Regions from separate parts of the Rattus norvegicus genome. Here region 1 is linked to region 2. Evidence: chromatin contacts called from public Hi-C data. All regions are on one chromosome and are shown on one strand. Each heading gives the region's core, a stretch centred on a gene start, on an enhancer-like site or on the middle of the called end of the contact. The rest is flanking DNA. Distances are from core to core; before and after follow the strand shown. Region 1 holds the start of Pck1 (phosphoenolpyruvate carboxykinase 1). Region 2 overlaps Ctcfl1 (CCCTC-binding factor like 1).

Region 1 (5,087 bases), core at 2,450-4,949, 52 kb before region 2:
AAAAACCGTTTTCTGGGTTGATGGCCCTTAAGTTGCCTGGAATGTTGCAAGCCAGAGAGGGAGGTCTGAGTTTGAGCCAAGCATCCCAGAGTTCTGAACACTCTGCTAGGCTAGCCCACGGCCTGAAGTTCACATCTTTCTCTTACCCGTCCCTAAACTACACAGCCATCTGTTTTGATCTACACACCACGGCCAACTCAGACCGTGAAGGTTTCTGCTTCTTCACTGTTCCTACAACACATTCTCTTATTTTAAAATATTACTATTCATGTGTGTGTGTGTGTGTGTGTGTGTGTGTTTTCCAGGGCACACATATGGAGGTCGGAGGATAACTTGAAGGAGTCAGTTCTCTCTTTCCACGGTTTAGACTTCTGGGATTCAAACTCAGGTCATCAAACTTGGTGGCAAGTGCCTTTACCCATAGACTTGTCTAAGTGACTCCAGTAATACCATGCAAACAGATGTGTGAAAGCAAACAGTCTGCCATGGCCTTCTCTATCCAGATGGTCCTCACAGAAGGCCTGCAGGACAGTACTGCAGAGGCCTTACTGACTCTGAAGTCAGCAACTTAGGAGACGGCGGTGTGTTTGAAGCCAGCCACTCACCGGGAGTCATGATGGTCATCAGCCAGACCCAGAGACTCACCTTGGGCATCAAACTTCATCCAGGCAATGTCATCACCCACACATTCAACTTTCCACCCGGGGAGGGTGGGGTTCATCATGGCCAGGTTGGTTTTCCCACAGGCACTGGGGAAGGCTGCTGCCAGGTATTTCTTCTTGCCTTCGGGGTTAGTTATGCCCAGGATCTGAAGGGACAGGGATCAGTTTTACTATCTCTGATCCTCGATGTGCGTGTATAAAACTGTTACAGTAAAAACCCATTACTCCGTATCATCCATCTGGCAAAAGAGAGAGACGAAGGGTGTGCATATCTTCAACAAAAACTCAGGACTGCCTTCCACACTAGCGGAAGGTGGGAGGGGGCAGAAAACTGAAAGGAATGTGATGAGGACTAAAGGGAAGGAAGAGGGGAGACTGAGGTCACTGCTGTTGTCTAAGAAACGAAGACCTGTGACCCCCCCTCCTCCAGCAAAGGTCTTGGAAAGCGCCTAGCATCTCCCCAAAGGCAGATCCCCATGATCCGTCCCTCCTGCATCGGGGTAAACTGATGGGGTGCAGAGGAATAAAATTCCCACTGTCAGTGTTGCTCTAGTGTGTCTGAGCCCCTTCCCAAGAGACGAACGCTGGGGGTACTTAGAGTCACCTCGGCGTTGACTCCAATCTGCCCTTAAGTCCTCAGAGGTTGGGGAATCTCGACATGGCCCACCTTTGCCACCCCAGGCCCTCCGAATTTCCCGCCCAGGATTCCCCGACGACCACGTACCAGCATGTGCTCCGCCAGCCACCCTTCCTCCTTAGCCAGCCTGCTGGCGATCCGCAGCGCAAAGCATTTCTTCCCAAGCAGTGAGTTCCCACCGTATCCGCTTCCGAAGGAGATGATCTCTCTGCGGTCCGGGAGGTGAGCAATCAGGGTCAGCTCGGGGTTGCAGGCCCAGTTGTTGACCAAAGGCTCTGAAAACAAGCAAAGCAGTCGTGAGCTTGCGATACACACATCCCTGCCCAAGTCTCCAGGCTGGCCTCGAACCAGCTACGGAGCTGAGAGGGACCTGGAACTGATCCTTCTGACTCCTGAGTGCCGGGGTGATAGGCCTGTCCCAGCATGATCAGTTGATTTGGTGTCCGGCATCAAACTCGGGGCCTCTTGCACCCTGGGTGAGCATCCTACCCACTAAGCCCTTCCCCGAACTCTTCCCTTTTGATCTGGAAAGGAGGTACTTACTTTTTAAGGGGAGAGGGCACCCCACGGAGTGGAGGCACTTGATAAACTCCCCATCGCCCAGGGCCTCCAGCACAGAGGTCCCCATCCGTGTCATGATCCGCATGCTGGCCACCACATAGGGCGAGTCTGTCAGCTCAATACCAATCTTGGCCAGAGGTGAGCCCAGCGGCCCCATGCTGAATGGGATGACATACATGGTGCGGCCTGCAGAGGTGGATGGGTAGAAATAGGTAAGAAGCCAAGGAGGCCCTCTGAGCTTCCTTGACTCATCTTCCAGCTACGTCTTCCACACCATGCCCTACTGGCCACCAGCCTCTGGTTTCAGAGACCAGTAGAAACAGCAAAATGCTGAAATTAAACTTTTCACAGCCCCCCTGTTTGGCTGAATTTAGCTGCTTTACGTCCACATGAATGGGAAGCATTTTGTGTGTGTGTGTTTTCTGCTTTATCTATTTGACATTAAGGATTGGAGCCAGGGCCTTGGAAATTCTAGGCAAACACCCCACCGTGGAGACTGTTTCTTTTGAGACCAAGCTGTAAAGTGCTCAGGCTGGCCTTAAACTTTGAATGCCCCTGCCTCAGCTTCCATGTCTGAGATGACAGGTCGGAGCCACCCGTACTCTCAGAGAACAATTTGATATTCCGTGAGACAGAACCAGACGGCGAGCTTCGCACGCGGGCCACCCTTTGCAGCTCAAGCCACCACCGGGAGCGTGAACTGTGCACACAGCACACTGTCAGGCCTGGGGTCTGGCCTCACCCACCTTTCATGCACCCCGGGAACCTGGCGTTGAATGCTTTCTCGAAGTCCTCTTCTGACATCCAGCGGCCCAGCTGGCTCTGCCCACTTTTGGGGATGGGCACGGTGTCTCTCTGCTCTTGGGTAATGATGACCGTCTTGCTTTCGATCCTGGCCACATCCCTGGGGTCAGTGAGAGCCAGCCAACTGAAAAAGTCACAGGGATGCCTTCAGCAAGGTACCCTTGGGGATGTACCTCTCTTGCCTACCTCAGGCTCTTCCCGGCCTTGCAGACACAAGGACGTTGACCGTGTTACTTAGGTATGGAAGCCAAGCCAACGGGAACTTGACCAGGTAGACATTTGCTAAGCCATGAGCTGGCCCTAGGGAAAGGGGCCGCCTTGCATGGCTATCTGGAATCTAGAAGCTGGCTATGCTAACCTCACAGGGTGTCTGGATTCTGACTGATCTCCTAAGCTTCTCAGGCGTTTGCTACTGCAAGGGTCTTTATTCTCCAGACTCCGAGAAGGTAGAGCTGAGGAGCCTGTAGGCCAGAGACTTTGGGCTGAAGGGACTCACCAGTTGTCATATTTCTTCAGCTTGCGGATGACACCCTCCTCCTGCATGTGGGCCAGCAGCCGCCCGTACTCCTCCTCGGAGCCGTCGCAGATGTGAATATACTCTGGCTGGCACAGCTGGGCATTGCCTTCCACAAACTTCCTCACTTCCTGGGGCAGGCTGTCGAGGCTGCCCTGGATGACCTTGGCAGAGAAGTCCAGACCATTATGCAGCTGAGGAGGCATTCTTGCAATGGTGTGGAGAGAGGCAGGGACTCTGGTGCCACCTGAAACAAAAAGAGAGGCTCTTGAACACCGGCACCCATGGGCCCTTCCCGTTCCTTCTGTAGACTTTGCATGAGTTGCACATGGCTAGAGGGCCTTGGTTGTCAGGGCAAAGACTGTGAGTGGACCCCTCAGTGGTACTTTTGGAGAGGAGAGTGGAATGGCCCTGCCTACCTTTCTTCCTCCTTTTGGAAGGTCTGGATCAGAGATCTCAGAGCGTCTCGCCGGATTTCCCCTGTTGGCCAAGGGTGTGTTCCCAGAGGGAAGGCCAACCGTGCTTGGTAGCTAGCCCTCCTCGCTTTAAATAGTATACAGAAGGGAGGACAGCCCTGCCCCTCAGCTGGACCTGGAGGCTCGCCTCTGACGTAAGGGGCCGGCCTTTGGATCATAGCCATGGTCAGCACGGTTTGGAACTGACCTAACACAATAAACTTTGGGGAGATAATGATTGAACTTGCTGTTGTTAATGAATGTTGGGAGGCCTCAGGCCCCCGTGTCAGCCATAGTTGAGTCCTTACACAACGTTTGATTGACTAAACTTTGACCGTGACTGTTGCTGATGCAAACTATAGGCTCTTGCCTTAATTGTCAGGTGGGGGTCAAGGACAGGGCTGGCCGGGACGCCTCTTGGACTTCATATGCTGCTGGCTGCACATTTTGTGTGCCAGTGGCTGCTGGTTGTCAAAACACCACAGCTGTGAGGTGTCACTCCCACGGCCAAAGGTCATGAGAAGGGAATTCAGCTCTGAGACGTGAAACTTCTAGACAAAGTCTGCAACAGCCGAGTTGGCTGGGGTGTGTTACCCCACTAGGTGTCTGCTGGATCCTCTGGCCACCCCAAGATGAACTGCAGAGGGAGGGGTGATTGTAAGCTTCATTCCGAGGAGGCAATGCCTGATATAGAATAATCACTCTATATACATACTGACCCCTGCTCTAAATGTTTTATGTCAGCTCATTCATTACTACTGCCTGAAATGGAACTATGACAGCCCTGGGTACAGGCTGGGAAACTGAGGCAGAAAGAATACTAAGCAGGTCCAGCTGGCTGGTGAGAACCAGAAGAGTTACATGTCAGTCAGGCTGGGCTGCAGAGAACCGTTGGATCCCCTGTCTTCTCTAGTCCCCTTAATGTCTTTTTCAAGACATTCTAGGTTGGACACAATCACCCTTGGAGCTGCCTGGATTCTTCTTGCATCCAAGAGTCTAGGGAGAGGAGGGGAAGGGGCTTGGCAGTTCTACTGGGCTACACTTGAGCAGCGAGACCTTTATCCCAGTTGTGAAGAACCTTCTCTGCAAGACACAGACCTTCACGCCAATTGAACGAGCCGAGAGAAGTTGCTCACTGGAGTTTAGAAGTGAGTGAGAAGTCAATCAGAGAGAGCCCATTGGGCAGGGCTGGCTCCCACAGCTGGGCTCAGAGTAGGGGGCAGGGACATGGCCTACTTCCCTGTAGGCAGGAGGATGATGTGACAGAAACTCTGTGACTCTGCTTACTAAGACGTGTGACAGATTCGAGGCACTGTGAAGAGTCATCCCAAACAGACTGGGCTTGGCTCACTCTACAAAGCTATGTAAATACTTTTACATAGCACCCACACTGCCAGCATTCTGGGGGTTCGCTGGAGCTTCTGTGTTGGTACAGAAGAAGCGGCTTCCTCTTC
Region 2 (5,364 bases), core at 2,130-4,629:
TACTTCAGCTTCCTGAGTAGTGGGGATGATGGCTTGTGCTGCCCACCATCGGTTCCCTCAGAAAAACAAAGGCTGTGTGTGGTGAGCGTCTCCGGGTCAGGTCCGTTTCCCAACAGCCCGTGCCCAGGGTTCCATGTCGTGTGAGGAAGCTGGCTGCACCGTGGTGGGCTTGGCAGAGGAGGGTTAAGTGGAGGCTTCTACAGGAACTAAGCTAAAGGGGACAGGGAAAGCTTAAACCCAGCTATGACGCAAGTGTTTCATAAATTGGGGGATTTCGCAGACGGGTCAGAGCGCGATTCCAAGAACCACTTTCTGCCGTGGCTATTTTTAAAAAGAGCTCTCCTCTCTGAGGCAAAGGTTGTGGCCGCAGTGTGAGGTTTCGGAAGGTGTCCAACAGGGAGACACCGAGGCTCCACCATCCTGCTCAATGGCCGAGGGTCCGTGGTCCATGCAGCCCAGGGATGGCCCACGGGGGCACTAACCACTATACTACCACCCCCATCTGCTGGTGCTTGCCGGCTAACGTTGAAATAGGGTGACCAGCTATACCCTTCCTGGCCTACCCTTGGCTCGTGAGCAAGAAACTGGGTCAGGCACAACCATTTCTTACACTGTTGCACTCTCTTTAGCCCCCCTTGGAGGCAAGTTCAAGGCCTGCCTGGGACTACGTCGTGAGCTTAAAACCCGCCTGCACAACTTAGACATGGTCTCAAAATAAAAAGTAGGAAGAGGGGGTTGGGGATTTAGCTCAGTGGTAGAGCGCTTGCCTAGGAAGCGCAAGGAGCTGGGTTCGGTCCCCAGCTCCGGAAAAAAGAACCAAAAAAAAAGTAGGAAGAGGGCTGGAGACATCGCTCAGTGGTAGAGCACTTGCTTACCTCAAGAAGCCAGGCAGGGATGTCCTGTTTTGCCACCTCTGCCCTCCTACTGTGCGCCTCACTGAACCCTGAACCCTGAACCCTCCCAAGCTGCAGTGTTAAAAACTCTTTTTCTTTTCTTCCTACAATTCCCATATTATTATATTATTTCTCCTCCTCCTTTGTTTTTTAGTTTTGGTGGTGGTGGTTGTGGTGGTGGTGGTTGTCTGGTTTTGGTTTGGGGTTTTCTTTGGTTTGGATTGGTCTGGTCTGGTTTGGTTTGGTTTGGCTTGGTTTGGTTTGGTTTGGTTTGTCTTGACTTTGCTTTGTTCCGTTTGGTTTGAGATAGGGTTTCTTTATGTAGCTCTGGCTGTCCCAGAAGTAACTTTGTAGACCAGGCTGTCCTCGAATTCACAGAGATTCACCTGCCCCGAGAGCTGGGATTAAAGACAAGCACCTCAACAGCCTGGCTTCCATATTCCTCCTTAAAAAAAAAAAAAATCCAAACTGAGTTGTTCCTCTCGAATCTCGTGTTTCTCTGGAAACCTTCTTCTGTTCCTGGGCAGTCTTCTGGCCTGGGTGTGCCTCCTGGATTCCAGAGAGGCAGGTCCATAGACTCTCTCTGAGTGTAAGCAGGGTTCATGTTGCTTCCCGAGCCTCCAGCCCAGTGTGGCTGATGGCCTTGCTGCCCGGGAACACCAAAAGGGTCTGCAGTGGGAGTGTGGCATCAGAATGTCCTAGAAGATGGTGAGGCCTGCTGCCGTGATGAATGGGGAGGTTTGTGCCGATTCCTCCTTAATGGCCTCCAAAGCTTAACGGTTCATCCTCTTTCACTTAAAGCTTCCCCCTCTGTCACTTTTGTGTTTGAGGCGGCAGCATCTCACAATGTGGCCCTGGCCGGTCCGGCACTCGCACTGTAGCCTTGGCTGGCCTGGAGTTCACTAGGTAGACCAGGCTGGCCTCAAATTCAGCAGGGTTGCTGGACGCACTTCTGAGGTCGGCCAGAACCACGAAGTGAGTTTCTGTCTCAGAAGCATGTTAAAAGAAGCTGGTAGCCCACAGAGCCACGCTCCCTGGCGAGGGGCTGGTCTCTAGGCACTTCACAGGTCATTCTCCATTTAGTTAATGGTTCAGGTTTCCACTTGGGAAGGCTTTTCCGGCTTGTGTGTTTACAGGTGGTTTAAACTTTACTGCCGTGAGCAGACCAGGCCTTGGGAATAAAGATAGAACCACACGCAGTGCTGACAGAGCAGAGAGCTCTGCTTCCGTTTGTAAAAGTGATATCTAGCGTGGAGGTCTTTCAGCCGTTGCTCATTAACCCCGACCTGTGCACACGGCCAGTGACAGAGCTAATCACCAGAAGACTGGGCAGTTCTGTTTTATGGGACACCCTGATACTGAGGTGTGATTAGCTTACATTTTTTCTTTTGCTTCTTTGCTCCTTTGAGATGGGGGAATCTCTGAGGTCCAGGTTAGCCCTGGGATCAGCATATAACCCAAGGTGTCCTCAAACTTGTAGCAATCCTCCTGCCTTAGCTTCCCTGACATTGGAATTGCAGGCGTGTACTCTCCACACCTAGGTCTCCTTTCTGCATATTTTGAGGGGACAGGTTCTGAGACAAGGTCTCCTGATGTAGCCTTAAGTGGGGCTTGGGCCATAGCAATCCTCCTGCCTCAGCTTCCTGAGTGCCATGGTTGCAGGCATGAGCTGCTCCTCGAGCTTCTCATCTCTCCTATGAAGCCGGTTAGCTGAAGGCCTGCCCACCCACGGGTTCCCGTCACGATGACCCTCTTCCGCATGCCCTAGGCAAGCAAGCTGAAGCGTCATATCCGCTCACACACGGGCGAGCGTCCCTTCCAGTGCAGCCAGTGTGCTTATGCCAGCAAGGACACCTACAAACTGAAACGCCACATGCGGACACACTCAGGTGAGAGCCAGGCACCCACTCGGTTGGTTTATTATCTGAAGACCAGGCGTGAACATTCTCGTCCCCACATACAACCTCGTGCACCCACTCAGAGCTGGCGAGGGGCCGCCAGTGTCAGGGAACCCCATGTCTGGGGCCCTGTGACTCTGCCATCTTGGCTGGCCTTCCTGTTCCTATGTCACTGAGGCTAAACCTACAGGAAGGTGTTGCCTGGGAAAGAGGCCCCAGCGTACGCATCCCTTGGGCCCCAGCGTACGCATCCCTTGGGACTGGCCAGGGCTCCTGGGGAATCGGTTCTCCAGAGAGTCACTTGCTGTTCTGTGTCACAGGTGAGAAGCCGTACGAATGCCCCACCTGCCATGCCCGGTTCACCCAGAGTGGGACCATGAAAATCCACATAGCGCAGAAGCATGGCGAGAATGTGCCCAAACACGAGTGTCCCCACTGTGCCACCATCATTGCGAGGAAGAGTGACCTGCGTGAGTATCTACTTTAACCGTGTCCCCTCAGTCTGAAAACCTCCAGTGCCTGCTGCCCTCCCTCACTGGGCCTAGGAAACTTCTCTAGCAATGTTCTTACAGAGGTCCTATACCGCCCTCTGGTGGCTGATCTTAGTAAGTGCAGGTCAGAAGCTGGCCAGCCTAGTCCTGGTATGGGCCGACCACAGAAGGTCTGATCAAATCCACGGGTGGTGTTTTATCCCCCGCTCTTACAGATAAAGACACAGAGACTGAAAGACACGGAGGCTTTTCCTGCTAGGGGTAGCGGTCCTAATGATCTGAGTGTTAGAGTGCAACCGCGTTAGAAGTTCAGCTCTGCCCCGTCCCCTCCTCAGTCTGCCCCTTGTACACACTGCTGGGAGCTGGGGATATAGAGGAGAAACTGAGACAGGGTTCTCCCTGAGAAACTCACTTCGGTAAGAGACAGCCTGTGACACAAAGTCTACCTTCTCCTGTGGCAAGTCCTTGTGACACAAGATACCCTTGTTGGGACTTGCAGGAGGAAGCTAGTGGGGACAGGGAGGGGAGGGCAGGGAGCTATGGAGGGAGGGCAGAATTTATTTAGGGCAAGGAGCTGTCAAGGGCAGAGAGTTGGCAAGGTCTCTGTGGCGTCTGTCTATCTGTCTGTCTGTCTATCTGTATCTCTCTCCCCCCCCCATGTCTCTTGCTCTCTCTGTCTCCCTCTCCTCCTCCCCTGCTCTCCTCTCTCTCTCTCTCTCTCTCTCTAAAATTATGTTGCGAGAGACTGTAAAAGTGTCAGCAAAAGTAAAAGTCCAAACAGTCCACTTGGAAAATTCCAGAGCTTTTGCAATTACTCCCGCAAGGGTAAAGGTATCTGACCAATCTTAGAATAGGTATCTGACCTGTTCCTAGCATCTGGAATATTCCATCAGTGGCTCTGTGGCTCCTGAGGTACCACGAAGCAGTGTCCCCTGGGGTCTGTCAGCCAGTTGCCTGTTTGTCCCAGGCCAGAGGCAGCCTCTGCAGCCCCTGCAGGGGTGCTGTGGAGACCCTGACTCTTTGTAAGACTAAGGTGGTCGGCCACTTCTGAGCCAGGAGGTACAGGCTGCTCCACCAGCATCCCAGAGTCCTTTGATCAGCCCCACATAGGGCCACACGCACGCCAGGCCTGAGTGTTAGCCTCATAAAGAGCCTCCTAGACGGTGTGCCCAGTATTACTCAGATCATGGGACGAGGGTGCTTAGTCTCTCAGCAGGACAACAGTCACGGTTCCGTTACAGAAAACCCCTCAGCCATGCTCCGAGCCCCCTTCACTGTGCTAAGGTTCTCATCAGTCATGACCAACCTTCTGTAGCTTTGACCTCCCTGTTGAACAGATCTCGGGCCCAAGCCCTCTCCTTAGCTCCTTCCCAGCAGTGGTGCTCACGGGGGGGGGGGGGGGGGGCATTCATGCCATTAGGGGACATTCACCTGGACATGGAGGCGGTCTGCCATCTCTGAGGGATGCGAGCTAGGGTGGTGGGGTCTGAGGTGCTGAAGACAGTCTGCCCAGAACTTCCCGCCACACCAGAGAAGTAAGTCCCTGAATACCCACGCTGCCACAGCCCAGCACGGTGTCTCCTGCGCCTCTTACAGGTGTCCATCTGCGCAACCTGCACGGCCACAGCCCGGAGGAGATCAAGTGCAGATACTGCCCTGCCGCCTTCCACGAACGCTATGCCCTCCTTCAGCACCAGAGGACCCACAAGAATGAGAAGAAGTTCAAGTGCAAACAGTGCGATTACGCGTGCAAGCAGGTACTGCGTCACCGTGACTGCTCACACGGGCGGGTGAGCTGTGGGAGGCAGGCGTGTGAGTGGATAGGGGATCTAGGAAGCAGCCATCGGTAAGAAAGAGGCTGGGGGGACTGCAGAGATGCTCGGCTCTTAAGAGCAGCTGTCGCTCTTGCAAAGGACCCGAGTTTGACTCCCGGAACCCACACGGTGGTTTACAACTCCCCATAACTCGAGGTCACCCCAGTTCTAGGGTACCTGATATTCTCATCTGACTTCCTTGGGTACCAGGTACACGCGCGGTGCACGTACGTGCAAGCGAGCAAAATGCTCATACGTATTAAAGTAA

The links. Hi-C and Micro-C count contacts between places; a contact is called where the count stands out from the background.
Region 1: a contact with region 2 is called in a Hi-C map of liver, with 2.6 times the contacts expected there. The contact joins the promoter of Pck1 here to the enhancer-like site in region 2. A contact is called at or near these places in 2 of 12 Hi-C or Micro-C datasets (hepatocytes and liver).

The regions. Positions count from the first base shown.
Region 1 is chr3:182,347,184-182,352,270 of GRCr8, reverse strand. Pck1 (phosphoenolpyruvate carboxykinase 1) reads right to left here and starts at 3,699. Exons shown (of 10, transcript NM_198780.3): 1 at 3,598-3,699; 2 at 3,161-3,425; 3 at 2,607-2,788; 4 at 1,843-2,046; 5 at 1,387-1,574; 6 at 646-808; 7 at 1-36. The coding sequence starts at 3,384.
Region 2 is chr3:182,294,711-182,300,074 of GRCr8, reverse strand. It overlaps Ctcfl1 (CCCTC-binding factor like 1), which reads left to right. Exons shown (of 11, transcript NM_001322486.1): 6 at 2,662-2,782; 7 at 3,112-3,261; 8 at 4,879-5,039. Among named protein-coding and RNA genes, the nearest start is that of Ctcfl1, 12 kb to the left of the region's middle. Within about 2 kb of position 3,379, at least 1 of the 93 cell types and tissues checked has an H3K27ac peak or open chromatin away from gene starts, as enhancers often do. A contact at or near this core is called in liver, where this site is marked.